2 separate regions of the Danio rerio genome follow, and region 1 is linked to region 2. Evidence: chromatin contacts called from public Hi-C data. All regions are on one chromosome and are shown on one strand. Each heading gives the region's core, a stretch centred on a gene start, on an enhancer-like site or on the middle of the called end of the contact. The rest is flanking DNA. Distances are from core to core; before and after follow the strand shown.

What was found. Hi-C and Micro-C count contacts between places; a contact is called where the count stands out from the background.
Region 1: a contact with region 2 is called in a Hi-C map of embryo, with 2.1 times the contacts expected there. The contact joins two enhancer-like sites. A contact is called at or near these places in 6 of 18 Hi-C or Micro-C datasets (caudal fin, embryo, hematopoietic stem cells and 1 more) and 1 of 4 datasets of contacts at active chromatin or transcription factors (caudal fin).

The regions. Positions count from the first base shown.
Region 1 is chr21:24,770,126-24,777,091 of GRCz12tu, reverse strand. It overlaps LOC137488815 (a long non-coding RNA gene), which reads left to right and starts at 5,813. Exons shown (of 6, transcript XR_012396786.1): 1 at 5,813-6,061; 2 at 6,379-6,485. Within about 2 kb of position 1,266, at least 10 of the 62 cell types and tissues checked have an H3K27ac peak or open chromatin away from gene starts, as enhancers often do.
Region 2 is chr21:24,519,659-24,526,735 of GRCz12tu, reverse strand. It overlaps usp28 (ubiquitin specific peptidase 28), which reads left to right. Exons shown (of 25, transcript XM_073935314.1): 16 at 920-1,222; 17 at 1,295-1,410; 18 at 6,605-6,838. Among named protein-coding and RNA genes, the nearest start is that of zw10, 18 kb to the right of the region's middle. Within about 2 kb of position 3,930, at least 3 of the 62 cell types and tissues checked have an H3K27ac peak or open chromatin away from gene starts, as enhancers often do.

The DNA.
Region 1 (6,966 bases), core at 17-2,516, 250 kb before region 2:
TGTTTGATTAAAGTGATTTGAATAAGTTTTAGTTAGTTGTTGAGCAATACCAACACTGTCACATTGCAGCTGAAAACCTGTAACTATTGACTTCCATAGGAAAAACAAATGCAATGGAAGTCAATGGTTACTTGTTTTCAGCTTTTTTTTAAAAGATCTTTGTGTGTGAATTCAACAGAAGAAAGAAACTCAAATGGGTTTTAACAAGTGAACTATCCTTTTAAGCCATGGATCAGTGTTATCAAAATTTATAATGCTTACTATGGTGGTGTATATCTTAAAAAAATGTGGTTTTGTAATTTTTATTCGTTTTTTCTTTAATAAAGCTTTTATTCTTATATTTAGTTATTTAAGCTTTAATTTGGTTCATCAAAGTGAGTTTAGAGTTTGATTTGATTACTGAGCAATAACAACCCTGTCGTGTACAAATATGAGTTCGATAGGGCCCAATAATTCGATTCAATAAAGGATTTTATAGTTTTTACATTTGTACTTTTTTACTGTGCTGTTAATATCTGACTTGTTGTGATTATATACCCAACCAAACACACATAATGTAAAACATAATATAGGCCTGTATTGCAGTTTGAACTATGCAGCTATAATCGTAGTTCAGTGTTTCTTGGCATGTCATTCATTGCATTAGTTTCCATTTCCTGCAATTACTTAGGAAATTTACGAGCAATTCCTTAGTGAAAATAGTTTCCACAACATTTTTTTCCTCAGCGTTGGTCTTCTCGTTTCTGCGTTCATATGACCATATGTGTTTGGCCTTAAGAAAGAACGTATGAAATATTAATTTTACAATATTCAGACCACCAGAAAATAAGCTCTAATATAGGTTATGAATATTTTAAGTGGTGTTGCAATTCTCTTCTTCGCAGTGAAACACAAATAAAGACGTGCTGCGGATGAGCACCATCACCAGCAGAGGGCGAACAACACCACAACACATGTAGGCTAGTAGTGCTTGACTAGAAGCAATGGAAGATGCATTTTACGTCACTTATTATTTTGGCGTGATAACAGGCTTAATTGTGTTGTCTCTAAATATATAGTCAAATCTGCCAATGTTTTATAATTTAATACGGATAATTTCTGTCAAGATGGTCTGAGATAATGGGGTGATATCTGTTAATTTGGGGTTTTCTGGTTATTTAGTAACGGTATGAAACGTAAATGTGTAATGAGGTACAAACACCACTCTTTATGTAGGTCGTATGGTCTAGTCTAGTCTAGTCTAGTCTAGAATTAAGCAGCTGCATATGCGCTTTATTATCCACCGGGTGGCGCTAAAGCAGCGCTCGAGTGTAAATAATAACGTGTTTCTGGCAGCACATGCTCGCCTAATTAAAACCATATAAAGGCAGTGTTTTGACACATTTTTTTGTGTATGTTTACCATATTCAAGCGACTGGTCTGTTTCAACTCGGAGCCAGCGAAAGGAACTGGATGTAACGGGAGTTTCCTCTGCGGGTAATCCAGAAATCTCATTCAGGTGCTTCTAATTCACAATGGCTTTGATTCGTGGCCTGTTTATGTAACAGACGAATGTTGGAGAAGAAATGTTAGGAGTCAAAATGGTTTGTCAGACTTTAAGCTTTTCAAACTATGTGATGCATTGCACTTTATATGTCATTTACAACAATAACTTTCACTTTTTATCAGCCGATTTTAGCACATGTATCTTTACAGAGCTCTTCTGTGATTTACGTGTTCTTGAAAAACTGGTGATAAACAGAAGAGCTGGAGAAAACAGTGGAAAAACTGTAGATTTGATCAACACTTCAGATGAGTCATTCAAAAAATATGACGACAAACACGTCTCTTAACTTGTCAGTTCTTTTAAATATTCAAGGGTCTTTATATCAAAGGCAGGGCTTTATAGCCTGTGGTTTTCTTTAAGTTTAATTGAATGTTTCATCAGGGTTATTATTGTTAACAAACTATTTATGTTACTTGAAATATTCAACTGCCAAAGCAACATTACTTATTTCATTCAGTTTAAACTGACATACTTCAAAACCTAAAAGTGAAGTTGAAATGAATTAAAAAAAATATTTTTTTTAAAAGTGATATAAATGAAATAATTAGAAAAACATCAAATAATACAAATTGGAAATTTAAAAAAAAAAATGGTTCTACTTGTGTATTGAAAAACATGTTTTTTTTTTTGTTTTTTGCCATTTTAGTCCATGTCTATTTTTGTTCAATAATTTACATTTATTTTTATTTTTAAAATTTACAAAATCATTTATGCAGTAGACGTGTTTATATGTAATTTTTACAACTTTTAGAGCATAAAATAATCTTGAATACTTCTGAGAAAAGGACTATAACACAAAATATTTGATTGTAGTAAAAAGTGAAATAAAAAAAATCTGATATGAAAAGGTTGTAAAATGTAATTATTGCACATAAATACTATATATATATATATATATATATATATATATATATATATATATATATATATATATATATATATATATATATTAGGGGTGTCAAAATTAATTGTTTCTTCGGTGCACCGCGATGCAGAAGCAGACAATTCGGTATCGATTCAGTAATAACCATAACCGGTTATTATGTAGTGACGTCATTTATCTCCTATGCGCTCTGTCGCGAGGGAGGTGAGCGCCGGTATTTACAACACTCAGCCAACTCAGGGCCGGCCCGTGGCATAGGCACCATAGGCAAATGCTTAGGGCGCTGTATATCCAGTGGGGCGCCAGAAATGAGCGCGCTTCAGTTGGTTTTGTTTTCGATTTTCCTGACACACATTCAGTTATTAGCCCCTTTCACACAGTGATACCGGAAAATTTACGGAACGACTTTACCGGTATGTTCAAAAAAGCGCTGTTCACACAGGCGAGGACGTTACGGAAATTTTCCGGAAAAGAGCATTCACACATCCATTCCAAAATACCGGTAAATTCTGACATCATTCACCACAAATGAGCTTTAAACGGCTGCGCTTGTATTTGTAAACATTTGACTAAATTACAAACTCTTTTGATGATCAATATTGTAAACAACTTTCACAGGATCATATTCGCATGTCGAGATGTTCATAATATGTGCGTGTGCTGCCGCTCACAGGCTGTTTCATGGGCACACGCAAAGCTTGAAGGTAAACAAACAACGGCTTATCATAAGCATTTTATCGATGATTATTTGCACAGTTGGCATTAAGGAGAACATATAAACGTTATCTGACTAACTTCTAGCAGCTAAATGCGTCTGGAAAAATATTCAAAGGCTTTTATTCTCACAAACCGCGCGGACGTAAATGCGTCTGACTGTTGTGATTGGCTAAAGCAGAAGTCTTACGTCAGCACGTTCTAGACGTGCACGCGCTTATTCCGGAAATATTCCTTCTGCGTTCACACAGCGCAGCATTCCGGCAAATTGCCGGTAATGTTACAACTTCTCTTTCCGGAAAATAGCCAGAACGAATTTACCGGTATTTTCAAAAAGGACCTGTTCACACATACAACCTTTCCGGAAAATTGCCGGTAATTTTCCGGAAAGGTCTGTATGTGTGAAAGGGGCTATTGACGGCAATAACTCAAAAAACGCTTACCCTAAAAAGATCTAAAGTGTGTTTCCTACAGAAAGACAAAGCTGGTTATGTTTCACAGCTGTCTTTCTTTTTTTCGCTCGACATTACGAGCACTGCTCCGTTTAAGCCCTTGCAGTCTGCGTTTACTTTAGCCGGCAGAGCTCGCGCTGAGAGGAGCTCTCTGTAAGGGACCGTCGGAAAAGTGCTTATTTTTTGCGTTTTTTTTTTTTTTCGTTTTTCTGCTCCGCTCAGTGCGAGTTCTCCCTGTTGCAAGGGCTTAAGTGTGTTTGTTTGTGTGTGTGCGTGTGTGTGTTTTTTTATGTTAGATGCTGTCTATGTTTGTGTATGTGTTTGAATGAGAGACAGTGTGGTGCTGTGTGTCTGTGTGTTTATACAGACAGCTTGTTATAGCCTCCCCCCTAAAATATAACACTATATTTGGAAAGCATCGTCAATGCACCGTGATGCACCGAGATATCGAATTGAACCGAATCGATGGCATGATAATCAAAACCGTACCGTGAGACCAGTATAGGTTCACACCTCTAATATATATATATATATATATATATATATATATATATATATATATATATATATATATATATATATATATATATATATATATATATATATATATATTTATATATATATATATATATATATGAAATATATATTTTCAAAACTCAGGTTAGTATGTTCAAAAATCTGCTTTTAGCAAAGTTTTGTTTTAGCACAGTAATTTCCACTGGAATACATTTGTTTCCAATTTGGAAATTTCTGGCCTCAAACTGATCATTACTGTCCTCTGAAAATTATTCAGGGATTTTTTTCTTACAACCATTGCTTCAAATAAAAAGTAAAAACTTATTGATAGTACCACAAGTCAGCACAGTCAATTAACTGCATTGGATTCCAAATTTGTTTTGTATTCACCTCATTAAAGGCTTAAAGCCAGTTAGCTATGTAAGATATCCTGACAGCTTGACGGCTAAAACAGCATTGCAAATACATGCAACATCTACTGAGACTTCTGATTTTTGCAATGAGAGTGTTTTGTCTCAAAAAATGTCAGCCCAGGCTCAGAAAGCACAAAACAAAAAGTACACGCCTTAGCCTACATTTTTCCGAAACATAAACTACATTTCTCCGGGTACAATTCATTGCAAGTTATAGATGACAAATCCGTTAGAGGGCGCTATCTACATTTTTGTGAATTTAAAATATGTTACTTAAGGTTTGTTTGTTGTGCTTTTCAGATAGTTATCCTTCTTTAAGTCCACCAGAAGGTGGGGCTTGTCATACAGATCAGCTTGGAAACCACTGACCAAAACCCTTTCCTACATTTTTAAATCAAATGTAAAAAGTAAAAGTGCACCATTTCATTGTTTTTGTCCGTTTTGTGGAACTTTGCTCAAGCCTGAGCGCTCTGCATCACACTGTACATAGTGAGCAAACCGTCCGCATCAGATTAGTTGCCCATATGGAGAGTACTGCATAAAAATAATCCTTTATTTGTTGATAATATGCCCCTGTAACTAATATTAGTGTGAAAAGTTTTCATAGAAATGTTCACTGAAGCTTGTATTTTCAATGTGTTGACAAATCTCATCTGGAACTCTCATCAGATGAAATCTTCGTAGACATTGCTAAACGACCTGTTTAATTTGATCACTATTTTGCAAACTGTAAATCAAAGCAAGTTAGATTAGACTAGCATAGGAACATCCCGTTCTGGAAGAACTTGCTTTGCATTGTTTAATGGAACCAAATCAAACAGGCTTATATTACAGCAGCTCAGCTCTAGTCCTGGGTCACCTGTGGGTCAGCAGATCATTGGAAACCTTATCAGTTATGTTTAATAAAATAAAATAAAATAAAAAAAATTATAATATGGGCATTATGGTTGTATTCAACAAATATTAAAAACGATCCTATTATGCTTATGTTTCAATATACTGCCTCAAATTCCTTTCTTTTTTGTGCAGGAATGTACACTACCTGACAAATTCTTGTTGTTGATGCCAATTGTAAGAGCAACAAATAATAACTTGACTTATACAATAGTTGGTTATTTGGAAAAGTGGCAAAAGATAGATTTTTTTCGATGAATCATCTGTTGAACCGCATCCCAATCATCAAAAATACTGCAGAAGAAAAATTGGAACCCACATGGACCCAAGATTGTCATAGAAATCAGTCAAGTTTGGTGAAGGAAAAATCATAGTTTGGGGTACATTCAGTATGCACAGCAAATTCATCAGAGTTAAATTCTCGGTGTTGAAGCATTTCAGAGTAAAGTGTTGACGTTAAAGAGTTAGATTTTGATAAATGAATATAATAAGAGTTAGAATTGATTTTATTCAGTGCGAAATCAAGGAGTTATCTTTTTTACACTTGGTGGAGTTATTTCCAACATCCGGGAATTCATGCAGCCCCAGTCACTGAAGAATTTTCCAGACGCCATTTTCCATCTGAGGTTTAGAACAGCAACTGGTGAGTCAAACTACCTAAATGTTGGTATTTTACTGACTTTCTTTAATGAAATTCAGTTGTAAACATATTGTTAAGTTAATAACTTTAGAATGGAGTGACAATTTTAAACTTCTGCGGTTCATTCATGGTCGTTTGTGTATCTAGCTTAACTGCATTACTCATGACTTCTTTTCAAGAATGTTTTTATATATAACGCATACATAGTGCATAAAAACATCAAATGTACATGTTCAACACATTTCTGTCACGCTTAATGCCATTTTGTGCGTTGTTACCCATCTGTAAAATAAAATCGACACTTCTCCTTTAATTCGAAGCAAACTAGCGAGGCAATCCCCGGAGCAGCTTAGCCTACTCTGCCCGGATGCTAACGGCAACACAGGACGGTTTCCATAAGCTCTGGAGAGTTTCTAAAACATATCTGGTGAGTAAATGAACATATGCTTACTTGTAAAATGCTTCCTGACTAAAACATATGATTGTTTGTTATTTGTGTATGTTAATTTGGTTATTTTAAGCACCGCGGCCCTTTTAAACTGGTTCATTCGTGGCCGTCCATATACCGTTAGTCCATAGACTCGCGTGATAACGTACGCTTGAATTATATTAAGTGTTGACAACCATTAAGGTCGGAATGTTAACATTAATGTCTTTAAATGACCGCGTTTGCATTTTCTCAGACATTTGACGTTATAGAAGTCTCCCGGAAGTTGCGGGACTAACGTTAACGTTATCCCGCAAATGCACAGAGACTCCCAGATGCCCAAGTAGATGCCCGCAATTGAATGATAATCTCCCGGAAATCGCGCATCTCCCGGCCGGTCATTAAACACATTGCACACCCCTCTCCACCGCATCCCTCCCAGCTCTTTAGGTACGTCGCGCGCAAGTCACCCCCACCGCTC
Region 2 (7,077 bases), core at 2,681-5,180:
TGGAGTTTGCATGTTCTCCCTGTGTTCGCGTGAGTTTCCTCCAGGTGCTCCGTTTTCCCCCACAAGTCTAAAGACATATGGTTTCGGTGAATTGGGAAAGCTAAATTGTCCATAGTGTATGTGTGTAAATGTGTATGGATGTTTCTCAGTGATGGGTCATTGGTGTCATTGGTGATCATAAAATGCAAGTCAACTTATACAGGTACTTTGGGAGTCAAAAAAACAAATACAAGTAAAAGAAAATTTTTATCAATGGATCCTGAAGCTACACTGAGGTCTTATTAAATAAAACAATAATCTGTGCAATAATCTAACCATTATTTTTTACCCGTATTACCTTTAATTCTGAGTCTTAAAAGGGTTTAAAAGAACATTTTAATATAACTAACTTTAATTATCGTCTCTGACCAGTGTGTAGGACTAAAATCTAAAATTAAGGTTTACAACGCAAATCCAATTAGATTTACATGGCAAACAAAACAAGTATCTCATATATCTTCTAAAAGACAGAAAATATTACTTTACATACTGTATTGTGAACAAAACATTTGCATATTATTCAGTCATATTGCTAAAATTATCATAGAAACGAAAAAATATATATATTTATACACATTTACATATGTAAATTAAATGACATTTTATTTATAATGAAAATAATCATTTATAATAAAAAATAATTTTGCCTAAAATAGGAATACTTAAAACTTAGGATTAAGGTATTTAGAAATCTCTGTTTACATGGTAGACTCTTAATCAGAGTATTTTACTAATCATATTAAAATCAGTGTATTGGAGTCCTAGTAAACATACAAAATGATGGGCTAAAAAGTCGCTCAGTTTTCGTGTGGGTCTAGCAATATGTAACCAATGTACTGTCAGTGATCATTATTTTTAAATTGTTCCTTATAAATTACAGAGGACACAGACGTAGAAACTGGGCAGGTTCTGAAAGGAATGGACTCTCTTCCATCAGTCCTGAGGCGTTACGTTCGGGAGGACAACCGCTGGTTCCAGCAGGAGCTGAGGGAATGGGAGGAGCAGTTTTGTCAGGCCCAACGGGACGAAACACCAGTGCAAACAAACACATCCACCAGCACCGAGCAACCCGTCCCGGAAGAGCCACAAAACCCAGAGCCAGAACCAACTCAAGAACAAACCAATGAAGACACTGAAGAACCACCATCAGATTCGACACCAGCACCTGTCCAAGAATCGGAAGGTCAGGACATTTCTGCTTTTAAAGGTCAGATGATTTGCCGGTGTATTTTCATTGCCTTTTTTTCTCTTTCAGAGCCCACAGTCAGTCCTCTCAACCCGATATCACCAGAGGCCAGTGAGAATGAGGAGCAGATCAACGGGAGCCAAACTCAGGATCAGCCAGAAGAAGAGAAGCCAGATCAGAGTCAGGTGAGGGTGCTGAAGCGATATTTGAGACAGGCAAAAAATAGGCCAAGTATACAGCAGTGTAGTCTGCATTTACAGTATATATGGGTCACAGCTCTTATCCTAGACATTAGCTGAATTACAAAAACACACAACTCTAATGCATGTGAATATAAAATTCTGTCGTGAAACTCTATGAGATTGGCCACATCTAAACTTCTCCTGCGTCCTTAACTACATGGTGCAGGATATTCATTGCTGTCATCTCAGCAGCCAATGAGCTTGCTTCTCAACATTTTAAATTCCTCAGTGTGGTTTACACTAGCAATGGGCATCATGTTTTTCAGATTATTTTCCATCTGAAATCATCACAACAAGACAAACCGCTAGGTTTGAGGGCCACTCAATGTTTACAAAAGCAATTGTACACTCCAGGTAGACAAATGTATTTCTAAACAAAATGACATTTGCAAAGCTTGTTCAGAAGCAAGTTACTTGCTACAACACTACTACAACAGTTCTTCTTATCTTTAATGCTCTTTATTCTCTCCAATTCGTATCTCCTGCAATAATAGACATGTATCTTTATATAACCCAAAAAGCCTGAGCTAGCACTTACACATTCTCCTTTCGCATGCGCAGCTCATAACTTAACATAACAACATTTACAAAGTGTTTCAACAAGATTATAAACACAGATGAATGCCATGGTCAGTACGCAGTGTCAGTACATGTTCTGCCATAATAATCAAAGCAGCAGCAGCATAGCAGATCTATTCCGCCAAGACCAAACACATCAACATTGTCATATACGTATTTATTACCATACTAAATCTCTCAGAGAATTATCATGACAGAACAGAAATAATAAATTGCAAATTTAAAGTATTGGAAGGTATCGAGGGAGCTTGGGGTAGTGCTTCATACTGTTCAATTTAATTTGATATAATTTATTTCTTACTGATAGTTTTATAAATTTTTATGTAAACATGGCCACAGTATTTAATAAACAAATTATTAATTTTACTTATAACTAGTTTTTTCACTTATTAATGATTAGTAATGTTAATTATTTAAAATACTTTAATCAATAATGTAATATACCTCATAATGTTTTATTAACATTTTTTATTTATTTGTCTTATAATAAACATTGGCGACGCAGTGGCGCAGTAGGTAGTGCTGTCACCTCACAGCAAGAAGGTCGCTGGGTCGCTGGTTCGAACCTCGGCTCAGTTGGCGTTTTTGTGTGCAGTTTGCATGTTCTCCCTGCCTTCGCGTGGGTTTCCTCCGGGTGCTCCGGTTTCCCCCACAGTCCAAAGACATGTGGTACAGGTGAATTGGGTAGGCTAAATTGTCCGTAGTGTATGAGTTGTGTGTGTGTGTGGATGTTTCCCAGAGATGGGTTGCGGCTGGAAGGGCATCCACTGCGTAAAAAACTTGCTAAATAAGTTGGCGGTTCATTCCGCTGTGGCCACCCCGGATTAATAAAGGGACTAAGCCGACAAGAAAATGAATGAATGAATGAATGATAATAAACATTTTCCCCATTAATTAATTTGTGATTCATACTTGTACTTTTTCTTTTTACATATTTTTCAAAAATAAACATATTGTAAACTTTTCAAAATACAGGATGTGTATTAGTGTACAATAGCATGAGTTAGTACACAGTATTTTTTACAAATACATTTAAAAGTACATCATGGCATTATTTGAGAATCACATATGTATTTTAAAAAATATTTTTTTAGATAAAATATTCATTTTCCCCATAAAGTAAAGTGCAATTCATAATTTTAACTTCTTCACATTTTGGTCATTCATTTATCAAAGTGTTATAGTGCATTACAGTAAAATGATGTGTATCATATTAAAAATCATTTTAACTTGCTCACAGCAAGAAGATTGCTGGTTCGATCCTCGGCTGGGTCAGTTGACATTTCTGAGTGGAGTTTGCATGTTTTCCCCGTGGTGTTGTGGGTTTACTTTGGGTGCTTCGGTTTCCCCCACAAGTCCAAAGACATGCGGTGTGGGTGAATTGATTAGGCTAAATTGGCTGTAGTATAGGTGTCTGAGGTGACGCGGTGGCGCAGTAGGTAGTGCTGTTGCCTCACAGCAAGAAGATTGCTGGTTCGAGCCTCGGCTGGGTCAGTACGCATGTTCTCCCTCCGTTTGCGTGGGTTTTCTCCAAGTGCTCCGGTTTCTCCCACAGTCAAAAGACATGCAGTACAGGTTTTTTTGGGGTAGGCTAAATTGTCCTTAGTGCATGAGTGTGAATGAGTGTGTATGGATGTAAGGGCGTGAAACATATGCTGGATAAGTTGGCGGTTCATTCCATTGTCGCAAACCCAGATTAAAAAAGCGACTAAGCCGAAAAGAAAATGAATGAATAGGTGAGTTAATGCAGGAGTGTATGGGTGTTTTCCAGTGTTAGGTTGCTGCTGGAAGGGCATCCGCTGTGTTAAACATATGCTGGATAAGTTGGTGGTTCATTCTGCTGTGGCAACCCCAAATTAATAAAGGAACTAAGCTTAAAATACAATGAATGAATGAATATAATTAAGGAACTTAATAGTTTGTCAGTTTCATGTTTTCATCAATTCAGAATAATATACACATGACTATAATGGTGTTGTGAGATGAAAGAGAAAGTTCTATTTACATTAGTCAATATGGATTTGTTTGTTTGCACCTGCTTAATGTTGAATGTTTTGACTGTTGTGTCGCAAAGCTCTGGTATTTTGTAAAAGGATACCTTTTGAAAGTGAATATGAGGATAAAGTTCATGGGAGTCAGAGTGGCGTTCAGCATTCCTTAGTTTTTCTGGCTCGTGTCTCATGCATGGTTACCGGGGACAGTGTGTCAGAAAAGAGCTTTAAATAGAGCCTGAGCTGTGTGTTTCCTACATGACCATCAAAACCAACTGGATTCCCGTCTTTCCTCAGTCGTTAAATGATCCTGATGCTTCAATCAACAGGCTATTATTTAAGCGCCCTCTGTTCTTGTTGTCTAGTCTTTAATGTCAGTAGCCTTGGCTATTATTGACGTGGAATTTCAGTCAATTCTGTATTTATGGTGGAGGATTTATTCTTCTGCAGTTTCTGTCTTTGACTTGTTGATTTTATAGACGATCCTAATTTATTTCTTTGCTGTCACTGCATGATCTGTTTGCTTGGTATTAATGGTAGTGATAGGACCTCTAGTGGTCGCTATCTCACACTGCATTCTGCTGTGTTTTGAGAAAATAAAGGTGTCTGCCATTATTTTTCTACATTGTGTATTATAGTCATGCTACAAATACCTTAAATTTTAAATCTGTGACAGTGGATGTCTGATAATCTGTTTGTTTTCATCAAGCACCATTGTATTTTATGAATCAGTGATACATTATTGTAGTTTTGTAAAATTTTAAGTTTGATTTTGTTTATATATTTTATAATTAATTTTTTTTATTAATTTAGAGTTTTTGTTGTTATGTTATTATTATTATAGTTTAATTTATTTGCATTCATTTATTTATTTACAGTTATTTAAATATTTTATTGAAAATTCATTTGATTAAAGATTTAGCAATTCTGTTGAATTACAATATTGTACAATACACCTTGTTTTTTTAAAGCGTGTTTTAGGTATGGTGAGTAAATTGAGATCTTAAAATCTTAATGAACAAGAGGGGGTTTACGAACAGAGCAAGTCAGAAAGGTACTGAGGAACAAGATTATTGTCGGCTTTGTGTTGAAAATGGAGAAAAATTTAAAGACTGCAACATTGTCTTTAACTATATATATATATATATATATATTGAAATAATTATAATTATAAACTTTTTTCATTAATATTTTTCACACAATTGTCTGTTGTGCAAACTAGCATGCGATTCATCACTGTAAGACAAATGGATTAGTTGTTTATGTTTTCATATTCTTGAAACTATATGATCTATATGGTTTTCTTATTTTAAACTTAATAAAAGTGTTAATGAATATGAATTGATCTTTTGAAAGCAGTTGCTTTAAGTTGGAATGCCAAATGTTCTCCTCCTATTCCAATTTTACATTGAACGGTGCGTAAAACATATTTTCCCACCAGTTGGTGCATATTCAAATGTGATTTTCTTGAAAAAAAAATTAAAATCCTAAAGAAAATAACCGCAAAACATGTTCATATAGGACACTATTGGCAAGCATATATTATTGTAGGCTTTGTAAACAAATAATACAAATTTAAAATCAATTCTGTATTTTACGGGTGGCCAGTGAAGTGCAGCTAAAATAGGAGTTACCGACTCATACATGCGGGTGCCAGAGAGTAGTCTTGCAGCCGCATTTTGTACCAGCTGCAGACGAGAGAGAGAAGTCTGAGAAATGCCATAATAGAGGGAGTTACAGTAATCCAGACGAGTTGTTACGAAGGCATGAATCACTGTTTGAAAATTTCTCTGGGATAAAAATGGCTTGACTTAGGTGGAAAAGGCAGGATTTTACCACCATACTGATCTGTTTGTGAAATTTTAAGTTAGTATCATTTAGGATTAGTATCATTTAATTGTTGTTTTAAAGTATGTCTAAAAATGTATGTTCTGTTAAAGTTCTAGTTTCGTTCTTAAGTTCTTTAGTTTTAGTTATTTTAGCAGCACTTTACAGATTAAGATTGTATTTGATTACCTAAGTTAACATTAACCAATGCAGACTTTGATTTAGAAAATATGTAATGAGACTAAGCTAACAAACTAACAATTAACAGGCGTATGTTTATGAACTAACATATTATAATACACCAATGTAAAGTGATACTCATTGTTAGTTAATGCCTTAATATAAACTTTATTATTATTATTATATTTACATTACTTAAACATAAATGATAAATGTCGGCATTGCAGCTATGTGTCATATTTGACTGGATTTTAGTTCATGGTTGTTTTAAGCAATTATTTTTTTATGGTGTCAGATAATAAAAAAAAACATATAGGTAAATTTTAAATAATAAAAAACATTACTTTCCTCCTACTTCCTAGCCATCTCCGCTCTCTGGTCAAATGTCTGGTCAGAGTTTCACTTTGTCACTGTTTTAAAAACCAATTAAAAATGAATGAGGGAATGCATCGATAATTAGACTTCCTGGTTTTCTTACAAAAGCGTGTTATGACTGAATATCTCTATAAATCATGATAATAGACTGACATCACTGACAGTCTTCTCTATGTGTTCATCAGTCGGTCTCTGCAGGTGAACTTGAGACAGAAACTGAGGTGGAGGAGCAGGTCACCAGTCCTGAAGGAGGAGCAGAGGCAGAAGTAGATGCACAGACTGATCCGGAAGCCTCATCCACTGAAGAAAGCACAGCTGAAGACACAAACACCCAGCCTGAGAATGAGGTTTCTGAAGTCGAGATTCCCAATGTAGGCAAGATTCTGGTGCGCTCTGATGTTGACGGCTACAACGAGGAGGTAAATGTTCAGCACATGCCTCTCTGTAAGGCCCTGTTTACTCCACTGTGAAACTTATGTTTTGAGCTTGTCCACTTTCAATCGCATTCAGAACTGGTTGGAAACACATTAAACTGAATTGCTCTTGTAGTGTATGAATGCAAATGTGGTCAAAAGACTGCCTTCATTCTGTCTACTGAGCTCATTCATAAACTGAGTGAATTGTCTAAGTGTGCTGGATAAATTTAAAAAATATTACA